2 separate regions of the Hordeum vulgare genome follow, and region 2 is linked to region 1. Evidence: chromatin contacts called from public Hi-C data. All regions are on one chromosome and are shown on one strand. The core of a region is the stretch at or near the end of the contact, and the rest is flanking DNA. Distances in the headings are between cores, read along the strand shown.

The links. A called contact is a pair of places that touch in the nucleus more often than the background predicts.
Region 2: a contact with region 1 is called in a Hi-C map of seedling, with 3 times the contacts expected there. The contact joins the promoter of LOC123406965 here to the promoter of LOC123409718 in region 1. A contact is called at or near these places in 2 of 6 Hi-C or Micro-C datasets (leaf and seedling).

What each region holds. Positions count from the first base shown.
Region 1 is chr7H:203,134,889-203,137,588 of MorexV3_pseudomolecules_assembly, reverse strand. LOC123409718 (exocyst complex component EXO70A1-like) reads right to left here and starts at 1,294. Exons shown (of 1, transcript XM_045102579.1): 1 at 1-1,294. The coding sequence starts at 700.
Region 2 is chr7H:203,694,620-203,697,319 of MorexV3_pseudomolecules_assembly, reverse strand. LOC123406965 (sulfite oxidase) reads right to left here and starts at 1,380. Exons shown (of 12, transcript XM_045099982.1): 1 at 1,188-1,380. The coding sequence starts at 1,262.

The sequences.
Region 1 (2,700 bases), core at 45-2,544:
GCCGCTCGCCGGCGAGGAGGGTCCTGACCACGACCCGGATGGCATGGTTCCACCGCCGCATCTTCTGGTCGAGCACCAGCCATTCCATCCTTAACACCTCCTCGATGGCCACGGGCTCGGCGGCGCCCAGCTGGTGCGCCACGGCCTCCGCGAGGGCGTCGCGGCGGGCGGTGACGTAAACCTGCGCGAGCTCCGGGCCGTAGCCGGCGCGCAGCATGCGGTCCGCGACGCCGCGGACGGAGGCAGCCGCGCGCGGTGAGAGGCGCGGCGACGCGTCGGGCGGCGTGGCCGCGTCGTCGAGGTCGTCCGAGGAGAGCGAGAGGCGCCGCGCGGACGAAGAGCAGAGCAGCGCGCGCGCCTCCTCCTCCAGGCGCGGCATGGCGGCCTGCACGGCCTCGGCCGCGCGGGAGGCGAGGCCGCCCTGGAGCGCGGCCGCGGTGAGGGCGTCGTCGACGGCGTACAGGTAATCGATCATGCCGGACGACGAAGACGACGAGTTGCACCGGCGGATGACGTCCTCCGCGGCCGCGAACGCCTCCTCCTCCTCCTTCTGCTCCTGCTCCCCCTCATCCCTCTCATCGCACCCGTACGCCTCCCCGGTCGCTTGACCCTCCGCCGGAGGGGACGTCGGGAGCAAGCGCGCGTCGTAGATAGACAGCACGCGCATCATGTCATCGGCGGCGTTCTTGGAGACGGCCATCCTCTTCACTATGTCCGTGGGCGGCGCCTCCGAGACCGAGGACGACGCGATCGTCCGATGGAGGAAACAGCAAGAAACCTCGCTGCTGCTTCTGCTGCTGCTTCTGCTTCTTGTTCGGTGGTCTCGTCGCCGATGGAGGTGGCGTGGGAAGACCGGGAGAAAGTATCCGCCACCTACGCCGTGGTTTTAATCGCCTTGTAGTAACGTTGACGCGCGACGGGCCAACCAACCAAACGAAGCACGGTCGCGGTTACCGTGTCAAGCAATTGCCAGATTATCAGCGCGGTTTTTGGACCGCCGCAGAATATTGAGAGGCACGGTTCATACCTGCGCTTGACAGATAAATGTCCCCGTTTCTTTTCTACTTTCTTTCTTTTCGTTTATAAAAGATGAACAACCGATTGTCTGCTTCAGTTGAATAGTAGTACTTGGACGGTTGATCCTCTGTCAGCTTCACGAAAAAGTCAGGATTAACATCATCCCCAATAGTTGCCCTGTTTGTTCTGCACGAAACTGAGATACCGCACTGATTAATTAGAGTAAGAGCATCAGGATTCATTCTTTCTTTAAGACAGCTCTCTCTCTCTCTCTCGCAGAAAAAAAAGGTGTACACAGTTGAATAGCACTCGACCTGATACATCAGTTTCTAATCGGATGGTCGCTCAAACGTGTTCTGGTGTTCATCAACGATATCCTGCGTGGACCGTGGTCAGTCTCTACTATTCTGCACTTGCTTATAGACATTTTGTAGAGATACTTGCTTAGAGAATAGAGACAAGTCAATGCCCGGCGGCCTCCTGGCCCAGTAAGCCGGCACATTTGGCCCACGAACCGCCGAAAAGTCAAGGGGAAAGACTTCTGATCTTTCATAACCGACACAGAAGGTTAGATGAACAATGGCACTTGCCCTGAAAAAGGAATTAAATAATGCTACTGTTCACTAGTCATTGTCATATCGCGAATATCTCGTTATCGTCAAGTCCACATTTGCGTAAATGTACATGATCCCGGCAATCCGATGAAAAAAGATTGAAGAGGCAAACATTCCTGTCTCCATGGACCTTTGCAACGCGGTGCATTGCTTCATCCATGTCTCTTCTCTAGCAACCATCTTGAAAGACAAATCGCTTTCTTTGGCAGTCTAGGCCAAGGAAGCGGGGGCGGCCATGCACAAGCACACGCACACACGCAATTTGGAGAGATAATTGCATCTGTCATCCTGGAAGTTGGCGGCGAGCTCCAATCCAGTCCAGGAAGTTGAGAACTGCTTCGATACTATCCTCATACACGGAAATACGTCACCAATACAGTTCTGGTACTTGGAGTTGCCGTCCCTGCTCTACGCGGCATATACTTATCACGAATACACCGAATGACACGTCACCGCATGGCCCATCCGTCAGTTAAGACCCCACCAGTCAGCTGAGACCCCACCTGTAAGTGCGGACTGGATAAGACTAGGTGAGCCAGTTCGAGGGGGAAAATCCCCAAATCCAACCCGCAACCCCCTCCGGCGATGAGTAGCTCGAGCGTGGAGAGCGAAGACGGCCGAAGTACGGCGGCGGTGGTCGTCGGCGGTGATGGATCCAACCGCAACTTGCTGGATAGGGCTTACCCACACGAGGTTTGGCGTCGTGGTGAGCCCTGTCTCCGTCCAGAGAGGAGTCGTGTCCTGCTGGCACGGACGCCATTGATGGACGCGCTGGAAGCTCGCTACCGCCAGTTCGTTCTTCTGGCCAGTGCGCTTGGAGACGGCGAGGTTGTGACACCGGCGGCTCTCCTGGCCAGCATCAAGGCGTGCTGTGGCATCCTGCCGTCGGAGGTGAGCATCCAGGTAGCGTGCCCCCCGCATGACTTGTGGCTGTTTTTCTCAACGGAGGAGAAGTGTACGCTAGTGCTGCAATCATCAATGAAGTTCAAGTGTTGCAGCCGGTGGATCCAATTTCACCGCTGGGTCAGAGAGATTCGAGCCACTGCGGCTGGTCTGGAGTACAAGCCGA
Region 2 (2,700 bases), core at 131-2,630, 560 kb before region 1:
CTCTTTTTATGCGCTTTTATTGTTTTTAAGCTTACGTTTGCTTTCCATTATTTATAGATTTTCTTAGCAACTATTTACACATTCTTTTAGCAACGTCCCGCAGCAACGCGCGGGGCATCATCTAGTTAATACAAAAGACATGGACAAATCACAAATGCTTACTTATCCTAATTTTCCATCAATATAAAGGAAAAGTTACTGCTGCACGAACTAGTACTCCTATAGAATGTCGTAATTAATTCACAGACATGTCACATAATATGGTTCTACATTTGTTTGAACAATATGTTTCACCAATTGCATGCGTCTAAAAAACTTTTCTTATTTGTCTTTTCTATCCTCACATTCATCTCCGCTATACCCCTCGCCTTCTAATTCCCTCCATTCAACTAAGGAATTCTCTATAATAATTCGCAAATCCAAATCTGCTAATTGTTCTCTAATATCACCTACTCCTGTTGCAATTTCCCAATTTCAAAATGTTGCACAGCCTGGGGTAGAAGAAAAGGGAGAAATGTTGTGGTTACAGGATGTGACCTCCTCTTCGAATAAACCTCGTAATCATAAGAAAGTAGGCCTTTCAGTGATGGGCCTAGCAAAAGAGAAATCGCTGTACTCTAGACCCTCCAATTTCGTAATAGGGGCCACATAAATATTTTTCATACATATGAATAGAGACCATTTCAACGGAGGAAGTTCGAGTTTGTGTGTTTCGAGTCAGCGGTCAAGTTCTTCGAACAAATCTCCTAGAGGAATCAGATCACATCGGTCCTACAACTTGTGAGAAAACCAGGAATAGCTTCTATAGATGCTAACTACACATAGCAGCAGGCTGGAAGCCCTGTTGGAGTGTACTGGAACGAGGACTGCATCTCCCAAACCAGAACTGGAGCGGGAACCCCGATCGCACGCCTTGGCACCAGCAGTCGGACGCGCACCTATTCACCACTAGACTAAAATTCCGAGCCTAAACACGGATGCCCGATTGCTCACGGCTCATATCGGCAGCCGGACGCGCCACGGCATAAACGGCGCCGCCCGCGATCCCCGCCGCCCCGATGCGGCGGCGCACAAATCCAGCAGCCCCAGGCCGCGAATCCGCAGCCGATGCCGCCGCCCGCGCCGCGACATGCCAAGCCCACCCGCGCGACCGAACAGCAGGTACGAAGGAGGTCGGGCGAACCAACCTTGGAGTTGATCCTGAGGTCCGGGTGCCGCGGCGGCTCCTCCGCGTAGTCCGACGGTGCCGTGAGCCCCGGCATCTCCCTTCCTTCGTCTTCGTTTGGTCACTGGCCGTGGTTTTTTTGGCAGGCACGCACGGGAGTAGTGTGTATTTTGTTGTCGCAAAATTTGGGTGACGATGACCCCGATGATTGTGGGTGTGTGGTGAGTCGGGAAGTGCAAAGCCGCCGCTCGATGGCCTAAACACTCACTGTGCCATGACATGCGGGCCCTCTCGTCTCTGGAAAAAGGGGGTTCTGCACCTGGTTTCATTTCGTTGTAACAAAACCGCAGCGTTTTTACAATGTTTCGTTCTATACGAGGCGAGCGGTTCTGGCTTAGCTTCATTCCATTCTCCTTTTTCCATTTAAAAAAAGTGAGAATTTATTGTGATTATTTAAACTAGCAATAAGCCATGCGCTGCAACGGGGCATGCATATTCTAGTCCGACATCAGCCCGTTCATCTTTTTCTTTACAGAAAATCTGCTGATGTTTTTGGCAATCAACCGACAGTACAAATTTAAGTGACTCATTATCCTGTCGATAACCCTGCTTTTTCTGTTCATCAGCGTGTGGTCCATTTTCGAATGAGATAGAAAAATGTTATGCTTTTGCAGAGAACTCTAGTTGTTTTTGATAATCAAGCATAGGTTAGTCCCAGAGAGGCTGACCAGTGGGCCCCCTGTCAGGTTTGATCTGAACAGGTCGGCTGACCTGCTGACGTCAGCCTGAGGCAATAAATAGAATTTCCAGTATAAAACTAATTCAGAAAATTGCTAAAATTTGTAAAAATCATAGAAATTAATCTGTAACTCCAATGAAAATAATTTATATATGAAAAAGTATCAGAAAAATTCAAGGATTCTGATTATACTATTTTCAACCATGTTTAAAAAAGTTACAAAACCCTAAATTGTGGAATAAGAAATAATTCAATTCTTTTAATCACTTTATAAATGGAATTTGCAAAAATATTCAAATTTCATTATATATGCAATGATCACACACTGCCCTAATTACAAACCAGTACCATAACATGACATTTCATGCATGTTAACATCAAGTTGATCTGAGCATCAGGTCGAATCAATTAAACCGGTATCCGAGAATACCCCGTTTGAATTGCTATTCGAATGTGGTTCAAATCAACTCTAAACCTATTACATGTTGAAAACAATAACTTATCACCTTGCATTCTCATGCCATGCTCATGCATCATTTTGAGTGCATATGATTGTTATTGAATGTTGCCATTCTTTTCGGTAGGCTCCGCACCCCCGGATTCCACCGAATATCCGTCTGACGGATATCGTTCCTCCTCTGAGCAACAAGGCAAGCAACCCCTTTGATCATTCCGATAACTCCCATGTTCTTGCTCCTGCACCTATTTATTGCATTAGGATCAAATGCTTCAACTGCTTTTGCCACGATAGTTGAACCCACTTCCTTTGCATGACTTAACCTTGTCACAGTAAATA